Regions from separate parts of the Sus scrofa genome. Here all the other regions are linked to region 1. A link is a contact called in public Hi-C and promoter capture Hi-C data. All regions are on one chromosome and are shown on one strand. Each heading gives the region's core, a stretch centred on a gene start, on an enhancer-like site or on the middle of the called end of the contact. The rest is flanking DNA. Distances are from core to core; before and after follow the strand shown. Region 1 holds the start of GRTP1 (growth hormone-regulated TBC protein 1). Region 2 holds the start of CUL4A (cullin-4A). Region 3 holds the start of DCUN1D2 (DCN1-like protein 2).

Region 1 (4,282 bases), core at 497-2,996:
AAGGAAAGGAGAAGGAAGAACGGGGTGGGGGGGGGCACGTGCCTGTGGCTGTCAGAGCAGCACAGGTGGAGGCAGCGCGCGCCCGGGAGGCCTGAGCCGGTCGAAGGGCGAGTGGACTGTGGACTGGGGTCTGCTGATGGACGCGCCTGGTGGGGAGGCCAAGGAGGTGGCCCAGAGCAGGGTCTCTGAAAAGGACACTGAGTCTCAAAAGCAAAATGCTGTGACCTGAGCTGAAGGCTGGGAGGTTTTCCCAGAGCAACAGGGGGCATCTGGGGTCGTGCTCAGCAGACCACCAATTCCGTAGAGTCTCCCGCGGAAACGGACAGACACAGGGCCGGACGTGCCCAAACGACCTCCAGGCTCCTTGCTCAGTCCTGAGATGGAACGTTCCTGAAAAACCCATGTCAGGAGCAGGCTGTTCACGACAGCCCAGGTGGCCTTGCGGCGGACACTGGCAGAACCGTCTCCACCACACCTGCCATAGGTGTGTGTTGCAAGAGAGCACGTCTGGAGTTCGAGAAAGGCATCTTCCCCAAAGGGCCTGGCCCTGGGGGCTGGGCTTCCTGCACAGGGACGGTGTCCTTCCGCTTTGCCTGGTTTGCTGACTGTCCTGAATCCGTTTTCTAGAAAGGACCCTTGGGAGGTGGAAGGCTGAGGCCACAAAAGCACCTCCTATCTTCAAGAACCTTAACTTCTCAGGCAGTTTGGGCAATTTCTCCACGGCCTCCTAAATATGGCAAGCAGTTGGTGTGTGGTCTTCATGCCACGATATCGAAATGTCCAGACAGGGTGATGATGACCGACCAGGAGAAGCCACCGTTCAAAGCCAGGCCGCCCTGCAGTACCCAAGGAGACGGTGGACACGCCCTCAGAGCAAAAGGCATTTCTGTTCCTTCGGAGGCAGCCAGAGTCGCCTCGTGCTCCCGAACAAAAGTGGGAAGAGGTGGCGGAGGAGGAAGCCCCCGCTTCTGCCTTCTTTGGGGAGCAGCAGACGTCTGGGGTGTTAACCCCAAGTCACTCCAGCTGGCAGCCCTGCAGGGCGCGCCACGGTCTACCTGCGGGCTGGGGCCGCCACATCCAGCAGCACTTTGGCAGCCCCGGCTCCAAGGCCTGGCCCCTGGTTGGAGGCTGGAAGAAGGCACGGGGTGGGGGGGTGGGGGACCGGACCCCTCCCGCCAGAGTCAGATGTCCCCGGGGAGGGGCTGCGGGGATTAGGAATGAAGAGAAGGCTGAAGGAGAGAGAGCAAGGGAAAAAATCTTTTTCTGCCCAATGAATATTAAAACAGCGGTCACGGGTCAGAACTCTGGCCTTTGGACCTGCGCGGTTCTGAGGTTCAAAAGGCTGTCGCAAGAATCCACAGCAAATTCATCGCCAACCTTTGCTCCAGGCCCGGAGGCCCCGGGAGGCCCTTGGGTGGGGCGCAGGGGTGGTCCCCGCCGCACCTGCTCAGCCAGCTTTGCCAGGCTGAGCTCCATTCCCGCCCCCGGGCCCCCCATCCCCCATCCCACCGGCCTCCTCCCTCCTGCCTGCGGACCGGGCGGCCTGCAGGGCTGCGGCCCCTCCCAGGCTCCCGGCTCCAACAGTCCCGGTCGCCGCCCTGCGCAGGGGCGGCAGGAGCAGGTGCAGCCTCCGCTCTCCCCCTCCCCCCCCGCCCCTCCGCTCCCTCGCCAGCCCCGCCCCGCCCCGCCCTCCCCTCCTCTCCCATTCCCACCCCTCCCTCCCCATTCCCCTCCCCTCCCCTCGCCCCAGTCCCGCCTCCCGGCGCCCGCGGCCCGGCGGAAGGACGCGAGCCGCCGGGAGTCCCGGGAGTCCCGGGAGGTGGACTTGGCACCGCGGGCCCGCGCCCCGGCGCCCCTGCCGCCCTCCCCGCATGGAGACCGCGGGGCGCGCGCAGGCGGCGCGGGACCGCGTCCCCAGGTAGGCGCGCGGGCGCGGGTGCGGATCCGGTGCGGTGGTGCCCGCGCCTGCGCGCCCCTGGGCTGCGTGCGCGCCCGCGCTCGGCCCGTCGCCCCCTCCTGCGCCCCCGACGCGGGCCCGCAGCTCCGCACGGCAGGTCCCCGTCCCAAGTGCGCGCGGAGCTTTACTCCGGGCCTCCTTGTGCCGTAGGGTTGATCCGTACGGGTTTGAAGGCCTGAAGACTTTGATTATGCAGCTTATGAAGAGTTTTTCTCCGCCTACCTGGTGATACTCACCAGAAGAGCCATAAAATGGTCCAAACTTCTCAAGGGAGGCGGTGGTGTCCAGAAGAGTATGACGGGTGAGTTCGGAGCCTGAGCGCCCCCCCACTCCCCGGAGCTCAAGTCACAGCCGAGGGTGCCCCCGGGGGTCGGGGTTCCTGGGGGAGGCGGCCGGGAAGCCCTTTGACGCAGGAGTTGCGGGCTCACAGCTGAGGCCGATGCGCCTGTGCAGGAAGCGAGGGCTTCCTATCTTCCCTTCGAGATGGATGGCGACCATGGCCTTCTTTCCAGAAGAAACCTGATTTCCCGCTCCTCAGGATGAGCGTGGCCGCGGCTCTGCGCTTGCACACCTCTGGACTGAGCGCCCCGCCCGCTCCGAGTGAGAGGCGGGTCCTTAGTGGACCCGCACCTCTTCCTCCGCCCACGGTGCCGGCTCCCGGCCTCATGCCTCCTGAAGCCCTCGGGCCCTCTCGTCACACCTCACAGGCCCGCACTTCTGCCTTCTTGCCTGTCTCCTGCTCCTGTCTATGCAGCCTTTCGCTTACTTATTTTATCCTTGGTTCCTGCCTGCCTGCGGGATTGGGAGCGATCGCTGCAGTGTTTGTTGAATGAATGAACGCACGAAGGGGTTGCCCGCACTGTTGCCCATGCTGCCTAGACAGAGGCCAGACTAGGGGCACCTGCCCGGCAGGTGGTGAGGGCAGACGTGTGCCCAGGAGGTCAGGGGGCTCAAGCAGAGGGGCAGAGGGCGGAGGGGGCTTCCGCACATGACGACCCACGAGGGACTGAGCTGTGTGAGGGAGCAGGAGAGTGTTGGGAGGAGGTCTGGCGCGGAGCTGAGGCCCTGCCCGGGCACAGGTGGGCAGACGGCCGGCCCGCGACCAGGCAGAGAGCAGTCAGTTTTTAAGCAAGGGGGCGACAGGTCAGTTTTTGCTTTTAAAGAGGTTGGTGGATAGATCCCAGAGGGCCGGCCTCAGCCGCAGGCCGTGTCTGGGAAATACCGGAGGGACTGGTGTGGGCAGGTTCGCCCCGGCCTCTCCCTCTGCCAGGGCTGTGACTGCCAGGAGAGCTTAGTAAAACACCCGTAAGGGAACGCTTCCTAAGTCAGCCTGCGGGGACCTCAGAGGTGGGACGTCCTGGCGTCCAGAGCCCAAAGCCGAGGTCCTGGTGAAGGTGGCGTCCCCAGCGCTGCTCCTTCATGTTAACCTGTTCCCTGCGGCGCCTCTGCCTTCGTATTGCCCTGTGTGATCTGATTTTAAACGTTTCCTACTGGTGTGTAAAAACAAACACAATTTTTGCACATGATGAAACATCTTAGTTGCGCAAAGACGTGGCATGTCGTTGCGTTTCCCTCCTGCGCAGGCCCCGGTCCCATGAGCCGACCCCCAGTGCCTGTCCCATGTCCCCTCCCAAGAACGGGGTGCCCTTGGGTGCAGTTGCGTTAATGCAGGAGAAGCCCCGTGTCCACGTGGACCCAGAGGTCAGGGCGTGCATGCAGGGAGTCACGGGCCCGCGCACTTTTGTTTTTGCGGAAAACACGGGGCCTGCTCCTTCCCCTTTGGTTTTGTCGTGAGTCTGTCCTGTCGTTGGTGGGCCCACCAGTTTACCTCAGGCCTTGTGTCTGCTGTCCAGCGTCGGGGTCCCCCCAGGTGGGCCGAGAATAACAGCAGTCCGGATCCGGAACCCTTCCCAATCTTCATTGTTTTTTGCGTGCGGAGGTTCCCAGGCCCGGGACTGGACCCGCCCCGCAGCCGCGGCAACGCGGGGCGGGTCCCCCATCTTCCCTCTTGTCGGGCTCCTTTGGAGAGGTTTTGCTGTTGCTTTTCTGGAGCGCCTGTCTCTGTCTGCTCTTTCTGAAAATTTAACTGGGTTTTATGGACGTCGTCATCACTGCTTTTGTGCTTTCATTTTTTTGCTTATGTAACATTTGTTCGGCTGTGTAGTTATGGCAACGAGTATGGTTGGCATGACAGGTTTAGGAACAAATACATTTGATTCCTAGTGAGCCCTTGGCCTGGAGATGGGATTCAGTGTCGAGGTGAACGGGAGAGCGTGGTGGCCTGACGTTCTTCCAGGAAATGGGGACACGGATTCATCTGGCCAG
Region 2 (4,282 bases), core at 960-3,459, 80 kb after region 1:
AAATTCACACAAACTTGTGACAAAGAAGGGACATATGTCCCTCAAATTGTCAACGTTTTCTTTGGGTGGTGGGAGAATAGGTGATTTTTTTTTTTTTTTTTTTTTTTTTTGCTTTTTAGGGCTGCACGTGGGACATACTTGAGTTTCCAGGCTAGGGGTCAAATTAGAGCTGCAGCTGCCGGTCTACACCACAACCACAGCAACACCAGATCCAAGCTGTATCTGCAACCTACACCACAGCTCACAGCAACGCCGGATCCTTAACTCACTGGGCGAGGCCAGGGGTCGAACCCACAACCTCATGGTTCCTAGTCAGATCTGCTTCCGCTGCACAACAACGGTTTCTAATTTTGTTGGTTTTCAATTGTTTTCCTTGTATTTTTTATAGTTTCCATAATTTTACAATGTAATCACTTACAGAAAAAGAAAAAACTTAAAATCCAAGTCTCCTAATAGAAATTGTACTGTCATTACCTAAAACGTGGGTGATATTAGGCCCAGCTGACAAATTGTTAGTCTTTAAGATACCAGAAAAGAAAAACCAGTCTGCTTGTAAGTGGAATATCCAACCGTGAAACATACTTTCGACCATTTTTTCTTATGTTAGAACAAGAACATCATTAATTTAAATCAAATGAAACAAAACCTGTTTGCACATTTTAACCGCAATAATTAATCACAAAGTACAATGAAGACAGGGAAAATCTACAAGTGAAACTGTCATGAGAATTTTATATATAACGTAACTTGGAATTTTAATAACATTTGCTGCATATTTGGAAAACAGAGTCGCATGGCTCACAGAAACATATGGCTTTCCTGTGATGAATTAACTTTAAATGCCTTTCTAGACAGTTGAAGCCTGAAAAGAAAATAAAAATCCCACAAGCGCCAAAACCCGAAAATCCTCCTTGACCCTGGGGACGTCCTCTCGCAGAACTCCCACTGTTTCTGCCGGAGGCCTGTACTTGGATTTCTAGTATTTCCTTCGCTGAGACAATACTGAGGCCCACGGAATCCGCACCCGTGTCACATTTCGTGGAAGTGCACAACCGTGTGGTTTGGACAGCTGCAAAAAACGGTAAGTGAAAAACAAGATGCTGGCCCCCAGGCCTGGACGTTCTCCCTGAAGAAATTAGGTGAGAATCCTAAGGAGCCCCGCTGTTTGCAAAGGTGGAGTCTTACCTGGTAGAGCTCTTCCAGGTTGTATCTGATGGAGGTACTACTCTGTATGGCTTTCACCGCCTCGTGAAGCTTGTGCCAGGTGTCCTGAGTGTAGTTATCAGGCAACTTCGGTCTGTCTGTAAATCCAGAGACAGTGAGTGGGGAAGGGCATCATGCCAAGAGTCACACACCTTAAAAAAAAACTCTACAAAAAAGGACTCAAAGACACCTAGGTGACGAATACGGGCAGTAGCTCTTCCCCAAAGGAAGCACTGTGTTTACACCTTCCTTGGCTTAGAGACTATGTGACCACAATGTCTCTCTTTTGCTGGGTAAATACTTGCAGTGTTGATACTTAGGACACACACATGTAGTCTTCTAAGTAAGGAGACGTTACAAATAAACAAACATGGAATAGTTAAGCCCCGACCAGATTTAAAGTTGAGTTAAATTACTCAACGTCGGGAGGGAGGTCTGTGTGGGACGAAGACGCTTGCTCCCAGATAACGACAGTGACAGCGGAGAAAGTAATTAAATTAAGCGACATCACCCAGCGCTTCAGGGGCTGCCACTCGTTCTGGCTCGGCCTCGCCAACCACGACACCTGCGCTGCTTGGCCGAACTTAACTCCAGCCGAACCCTCCGTCCCGACGACACAGCCGCGGAGGGAAAGCGACCCCCGCCCGCCCCGCCGCGGCCCCGCACCCACCTCGGAAATTCTTGATCACGAGCTTCTTGGAGCCGCCGCTGCCCCCGGGCTTGGAGGTGACGGCGGCGGCGGCGAGGGACGCGGGCTTGGTGAGGCCGTTGGTGTGCCCGACGAGCGCCGAGAAGCTGCCCTTCCTGGGGGTCTCGTCGGCCATGGCCGCGGCCGCAGCGCCCCGCCCGGGCCTCCGCCCGCGCCCGCCTGTCCGCTCCCCCGGCTGCGCTCCCCGGTCCGGCCCGGCCCGGTCCAACCGCCGGATCCCGACGCCGACCGCGCGCCTCAGGCCTCGGGAGCGCGCCGGACCCCGACCCGACCTGACCCGGCCCGACCCGGCCCCGAGCTCGCGGGCGCCGCAGTCCGCTTCCGCCGCGGTCCGTGTGGAACCTCGCAGCAGGCGAGCGGCCGGCGGGCCTGGGCACCTGGGGCGCGGACGAGGCGGCCTCGCGAGCGGTTCGGGGAGTCGCAGCGCAGCCCCCAGCCCGCCTCAGCCCGGGCGCGCCGCCATGCCGGCCCGGGGCTCGCGTTCCCGCGCACAGGCTGCCTCCGGAACCAAGGTGCGCGGAGGGCGGGGGGCGCGGGGCCGGGACGGACCGCGGCCCGGAAGTGACGCAAGCAGGCGGCGACGGGCGCGCAGCTCCGCCGCACTGCAGGCGCGGCCATGGCGCACATCACCCTCAACCAGTACCTGCAGCAGGTAACGTTCGCCGACCATCGGGCCCCCTGCCGGTTGACCTCCCGCTTCCCTGAGCTGCGGCCCGGAGCGGGCTGGGGCCCGGGCGGGTCCGTTCGCCGGCTGCGCCGGAGCCTTTGGCCGCCAGACGGGAAGCAGGCGCCCTCACCGTGTACCCTGGGGGCTCGGGAGCCCCGGCGGCCGTGCCCTCAATTCAGGGGCGTGTGGGGACGGGGGACAGGCAGTGGTGGATGTAGGAGCCGGGGAAAGCAAGTGGTTCGACTGCAAGGGGGTTCTGTGTTGGCGCTCGGCGTACCTATGTCCTTTGGGATTTGTGTCTCTGAGGAGTTTTGTCTAAACAGGCTCCAAATGCAACGGGAGAGCGCAAATATGTTTTTGTGGATTCGAAGCTTGTAGTCTTTCCCCTGAGCCATGCTATTTCGCAGAACTAGAACCGTGGTAATCAGGACAGGGAAAGGGGGAGAGTGGGTTTTTAGAATATATGGAGACATTGCGGAGACTTGGTGAATAAGGCTGTGTGGTTGGAGAACAAACAGGAAGGAATTAAGAATGATTCCCAGGTTTCCAGCTGGGCAACACGTGAGCAGAACTGATTGGGAAGGAAAAATAAGTGTAGTTTTGGCCGTGTTGAGTTGGAGGCATCTGTTGACAACCAAGCCAAGCTATCTCTTTGGCAGTTGAATATAGTGTAACATGATTGGAACCATTAGTTGTTCAGTTAATTGAGAAAGTTGGTTAAGATAGGAATCATGGGGGAAAAAAAAAACAGATCCATGCTTTTATCTTAACTTAAAGGATATGTTCATTTCCAATCATTTGATTGAGACCTAAGACCTTTTCTTTAAGAACAGGTCTACTTTGGCCTTAGCTTTGCAGAGTTAACATTTTTCACTATCAGTTTTTATTTAAAGTCAAACAAGAACAGAGTTCCCGTCATGGCACAGTGGTTAATGAATCCGAGTAGGAACCATGAGGTTGCGGGTTCCATCCCTGGCCTTGCTCATTGGGTTAAGGATCCAGCATTGCCGTGAGCTGTGGTGTAGGTCGCAGATGCAGCTCGGGTCCCATGTTGCTGTGGCTGTGGTGTAAGCCAGCAGCTGTAGCTCTGATTAGACCCCTAGGCTGGGAACCTCCATGTGCTGCGGGAGCGGACCTAGAAAAGGCAGAAAGACAAAATAAATAAAGTCAAACAAGAACGCAGACATTTGAGATGTACAAAAATTTGTCATTTTTTGACAATTTTTTTTTCTTTTAGGGCCGCACTTGTGGCATATGGAAGTTGCCAGGCCAGGGATTAAATCAGAGCTGCGGCTGCTGGCCTACACCACAGCCACAGCCACAGCCACATTATCTCTGGATCCTGAACCCACTGAGAGGCCAGAGATGGAACCTGCATCCTCAGGGACACTCTTGGGTTCTTAACCCACTGAGCTACAACAAGAACTCCAGATAAATATTATTTTAAAATGTCATTTGGTTTGCTAGTTATAAATCATCTGCCATTACCCAGGCCTCCAGTATAGAAATATATAAAGTCAAAGTCTCCTCGCTCCCCCACCCCCCTGCCCAGCTCTCACCATACTGGCCAGGGGTCAGCTGGTGTGGCATGGGGCCCTGCATTTGTTCCTGTGCTAACATGCCACACAACTAACTTTGCAAAATCGACAAAAAGCATATTGTGGACACTTTTCCACATTGCTCTAAGTAGGTGTACGTGATTC
Region 3 (4,282 bases), core at 1,130-3,629, 71 kb before region 1:
CCTGCTCTCACTAGCACCTCCAGGTTCAACACTGCACAGGCAGAAAGGAGGGCCTCATGGAAAGGTCCAAGGAAGCCACATCTGTCGCAACGAAATCTGCAGAGGACTTCACCTGAAGAGTACATTGCACACTCTGGCAAGTCGAATGATGAGTACTTCTAAAAAGACAGAGCACTTACCTGGCCCACTGGGTTACTCTGCTGTACAGCAGAGACTGACATTGTAAACCGACTATAAAAAAAACCTAAACAAAACAATTTATGGTTCATTTCTAATCAGTAAAAGAACTGGAGAATGGATTAAGAAAAGGAACAAGGAAACAAGTTTTAAAGTATTTGAAGTTAATCATACAAAAACCAGGAGTTCCCTTTGTGGCTCAGCGGTTAATGATCCTGAATAGGATCCACGAGGTTGCAGGTTCGATCCCTGGCCTCGCTCAGTGAGTTAAGGATCCGGTGTCGCCGTGAGCTGTGGTGTAGGTCGCAGATGAGTCTCGGATCCTGCGTTACTGTGGCTGTGGTGTAGGCTGGCGGCTGCAGTTCTGATTCAACCCCTAACCTGGGAACTTCCATATGCCGCAGGTGCAGCCCTAAACAACAGCAACAACAAAAAAAAAAAAACCAACAAGAAAACCCCACAAAAACCAAACATTCCATTGAGTAATCCAATCACTAGGACACTATCTTTTTAACACTGATTATTAAAAGAGAAATTTGGAACCAGTATGATCCTGTGACCCAAAAAACGATAAGAAAAACAAATAGGAAAAGGCTGTAAACCGAGGAGCCTTGCTTGTCGGGCAGTTGCTGGAGGATCAGGCATGGAGCACTGTGGCCGGTGCCGCCAGTGCCCCTGAGAGGAACTCAGACCGAGGGAGCAGGTCGAGGCCTCTGTGCTTTGGGAAAACAGACAGAACAGACCAGAGGTTGTTCTTTAGGAAAAACGCTTACGAGCCCAGATTGCGGCATCTTGCCGCACTCCGGGGAGCGCTAACATCAGAACTGCGACACTGCCTGTGACTAGCAGCCACGCTCTGCGCCAGGTGTGCAGGGCCGCAGGCACCCCTTCTCTAAAACCCCTGCCATCCAGCCTCCGGCTCGGAGCCCTGGGAGAGGCCGTCTCCTGGGCTCGGTCCCCCGCTGACCCTGAATGAAAGAGAGCTCAGGGCTCTGGGGGAGGGCCTCACTGCAGCCGCCTTCACCTGGACGAGCGCACGATCTGACCGCACGTGGACGGTGACCCACGGCCTCACTCGGGGCTCACAGGTGAGATGTGAAAGGAACCTGGGGGCAGCGAGGAGGCCCGGACCCAGAGGGGATCCTGGAGCAGCGGCTCCTCCGCACACGGGACTCGAGCGGCAGGCGCCTGGAGGGTGTATACGGTCCAACGGTGTGGCCGGCAGTGTCCGCAGCGTCATCGGTGACTCAAGAACGGCGAGGCGCTCCCCCCAGCCCCTCCGAGCCCCCCGCCCCCGCTCCCGCCGCAACCCTGGGGCCGCCGCCAGCTGCGCGGGTCTGGAAAAGGGCGCTCCGGTGCAGCACTGCCGCACGCCCGCGGGCGGGAGCAGCAGGCTCGGGCGGGAAGACCCCGGGAGAGGGGAGACCAAGGCCCAGGGAGAGGGGACCCCACGAGAGAGGAGAGACCCTGCAGAGGAGGAGAACACGCCCTCAGTAAGGAGAAACCCCCGAGGAGGGGAGGGGAGACCCCCGGGGAGGGAAAGAGAAAGGCCGGCTCGAGAGACCCCCCCGGAAGAGGCGACCCTGGGAGGGGAGCCCCGAGACCGCACCTCAGGCGGGACCCGGACCCCGCGCCGAACGCCGCGCAGCGCTCACCGTGACGTCCCGGCGGCGGTGAGTCCTGGGCCCGGCACTCCGGCGCGGGGAGCCGAGGGGAGGGCAGGGACGCACCTTCTCCGCATCCCTTCCCAGGCGGTGGGGCCGCCCCCGGGGCGGGGACGGGGACTGGGTGAGGCGCGCAGAGGGCCCGGCCGCCGGCGCACTGGGAGAGCCGTCTGCGCCGACGCGGCCTAGAGGAACAGGCGGCGCCGCCAAGAAGGCGGGGCGGGGTTCCGCGGCCCCGGGGAGGCGCGGTGCACGCCGGGAGTTGGAGGCGGGGCGGTGCCCGGCTCCCGTCGGCCCCCGGGCGGAGCAGGGCACGCCGGGAGTTGGAGTCCCCCGGGCCTGACCTGCAGCTGCCTCCCGAGGCAGGTGTTTCGAGAGCCGAGGACAGGGACGGCGCGGCCGGACCAGGGCGCCTGCGCAGTTGGCCGGGGCCAGCGAGAAGCTGGGGCGCCCAGGGGAGAATGGTAGGCGGCACGTGCCATCGCCTTCCGCGTGGCTCCTCCTGGGCACCCGGGGGTCGGGGAGGGCTGGTGGGGTTGGCCAAGGTCGGGGGTGGGAGCGGGACCTAGGCTGGGGAAGGTCGGGGGCTGGGAGGCGGGAGCCAGGGGCTCTGGAGAGACCTGACCGGGAGGCTGCGGGAGAGTCGGGGTCCGGGTCGGCGCGAAGGCCTCGGGCGCGGTGGGGACGCCGGTGGCGGGAGGCACGCAGGTGGGACCTGGCCGGTGACCCAGGGGCAGCGTTGCTGACTGAGGAGGTGGAGGCACTGAGCGGGCCGGGGGCTCTGGTCAGTGCGTCTTCGGAAGCGTGAGCAGCCAGGTGACCGAGGAGGGAGGGACGTTGGGGGCACACCAGCATCCCGCCGAGGTCAGGCGGCAGGACTGCGCCTTTGAGCCTGGCCAGTAGTCCAGAGTGGCCGGAACGTGGACGTCAGGGTCGAGAACGGGCGCTGTGGAAGGCTTTTGAGAGGGAGCAGTGCGTGCGAAGCGATCACCTTTTGTCGGGAGGACAGGTGGGTCTGAGTGGGTCAGGATCCCATGTAAGGGAGACCAGCCGGGAGGCTGTGGGAATAGCCTGGGCCGCAGGAGGTGAGGACTTGGACGGAGACCATCTGTAGGAATAAGAGGGATGAGAGGCAAGAAGGGCGAGGCCTTGCACAGAGCTGGTCAGAAAGGGAGGAGGAGCAAAGAAAGGCGTGTCGTCCGGGCTTGGAGGTGCGAGCAGATGCCGACGTGCGTGACCAAAGCAGAACCTGTCCAAGGCCGGCCGGTTGTGCAGGAAGAAGATGCGGGAGCAGGGGAGATACAGGAGTCAGCGATGGATCTGGGGTTCACAGAGAAGTGTTAGGAAATGTACAGCGACTTCGAAGTGTCGTGAAAACGAGGCCGTGGATGGGTTTGGGCGACCCTTCAGTGAACCCGGTGCTTGCTGTGTATAAGATGCTGAGCTCCGTGCTGAGCAAGACAGACGTGTGCTTGGCGTTGATGGAGCTGGTGACCTGGCAGGAAGGACAGGCACGGAACACACAACCACTTTTTTGCAGTTGGTAAGTGCCAGGGAGGGACACTGGTTTCAGGGACTCCTGTAGTGCAGAGGACACAACGTCATGTCCGATGCCCAGGTGTGAAGGCTTAGCCGCAGAAACACGGTGGGAGTTGAACTCTCTAGAATGTTTGGGTGGGAGGGCAGCCTGGTGGAAAGGCAGGCTAGGTGCTGCATCCAGGCATCAGGATGGCCTGGCTGAGCCCGGAGAACCAGGGAAAAGGGACCGAGCAGGAGACTGTGGAGGGAACTGGAACCAGCCCTTTGGCTGCGCCTCAAGGGTGGCGCCCTTCGAGGGCCGGGAAGGAAGGGCAGTCTTTGTCCAAATGGGAGTGGAGGCCAGGAGAGGGTTTCAAGCAGGAGGCAGATGCTCCAGGAGGACTGTCGGGAGCGGAGTGGCGGTGTGAGGACAGCGCTTCCGGGTGGGAAGAGAGCCAGGAAGGGGCTGGAGAAGAGCTGGTCAGGGAGCCAGGAGGACCGGAGGAGGTGGTCCCCAGAACGGGGGGCGGGCAGCCCTCCGTCGCCCGCAGACAGCACTCGCCAGCAGTTAAGGGGAAGGGGCTGGGTGGGCAGGAGCCTGACTCGCTGGAGAGGCCAGAAAGCCGAGAGAGTGAAAGGGGACACCTGGGTCTAACTCCATGCACCCGCCGCCTGCTGTACCCGAGGCCGTCAAGGTGGCCAAGTGGCTGCCGTTAACCAAGTGTGGCTGCCTGGCAGCCTCTTGCACGTTGGCCCTGGGAGGAGACTTGGTTGCACCTGGTGTCTCTGGAAGGTCGTTTTAAGGGTAACTTATTTTCTATTTATTTATTTATTTGTATTTATTTTTTTGGTCTTTTTAGGGCCACACCTGTGGCATGTGGAAGTTCTCAGGCTAGGGGTCAAATCAGAGCTGCAGCTGCCAG

Evidence for each region. Promoter capture Hi-C pulls out the DNA fragments that hold promoters and counts their contacts. A called contact is a pair of places that touch in the nucleus more often than the background predicts.
Region 2: a contact with region 1 is called in a Hi-C map of liver, with 5 times the contacts expected there. The contact joins the promoter of CUL4A here to the promoter of GRTP1 in region 1. A contact is called at or near these places in 2 of 5 promoter capture datasets (fetal skeletal muscle and liver), 4 of 47 Hi-C or Micro-C datasets (all in liver) and 2 of 2 datasets of contacts at active chromatin or transcription factors (alveolar macrophages and skeletal muscle).
Region 3: a contact with region 1 is called in a promoter capture Hi-C map of fetal skeletal muscle, with 4 times the contacts expected there. The contact joins the promoter of DCUN1D2 here to the promoter of GRTP1 in region 1. A contact is called at or near these places in 1 of 5 promoter capture datasets (fetal skeletal muscle), 3 of 47 Hi-C or Micro-C datasets (embryonic fibroblasts, psoas muscle and skeletal muscle) and 1 of 2 datasets of contacts at active chromatin or transcription factors (skeletal muscle).

The regions. Positions count from the first base shown.
Region 1 is chr11:78,634,966-78,639,247 of Sscrofa11.1, reverse strand. GRTP1 (growth hormone-regulated TBC protein 1) reads left to right here and starts at 1,746. Exons shown (of 9, transcript XM_021065974.1): 1 at 1,746-1,918; 2 at 2,108-2,124; 3 at 2,127-2,258. The coding sequence starts at 1,872.
Region 2 is chr11:78,554,957-78,559,238 of Sscrofa11.1, reverse strand. It overlaps CUL4A (cullin-4A), which reads right to left and starts at 2,209. Exons shown (of 20, transcript XM_003131101.4): 1 at 1,874-2,209; 2 at 1,186-1,301. The coding sequence starts at 2,027. PCID2 (PCI domain-containing protein 2) reads left to right here and starts at 2,455. Exons shown (of 15, transcript XM_021065973.1): 1 at 2,455-2,564. The coding sequence starts at 2,529.
Region 3 is chr11:78,706,823-78,711,104 of Sscrofa11.1, reverse strand. DCUN1D2 (DCN1-like protein 2) reads left to right here and starts at 2,379. Exons shown (of 8, transcript XM_021065981.1): 1 at 2,379-3,384. It overlaps TMCO3 (transmembrane and coiled-coil domains 3), which reads right to left and starts at 2,000. Exons shown (of 14, transcript NM_001267851.1): 1 at 1,833-2,000.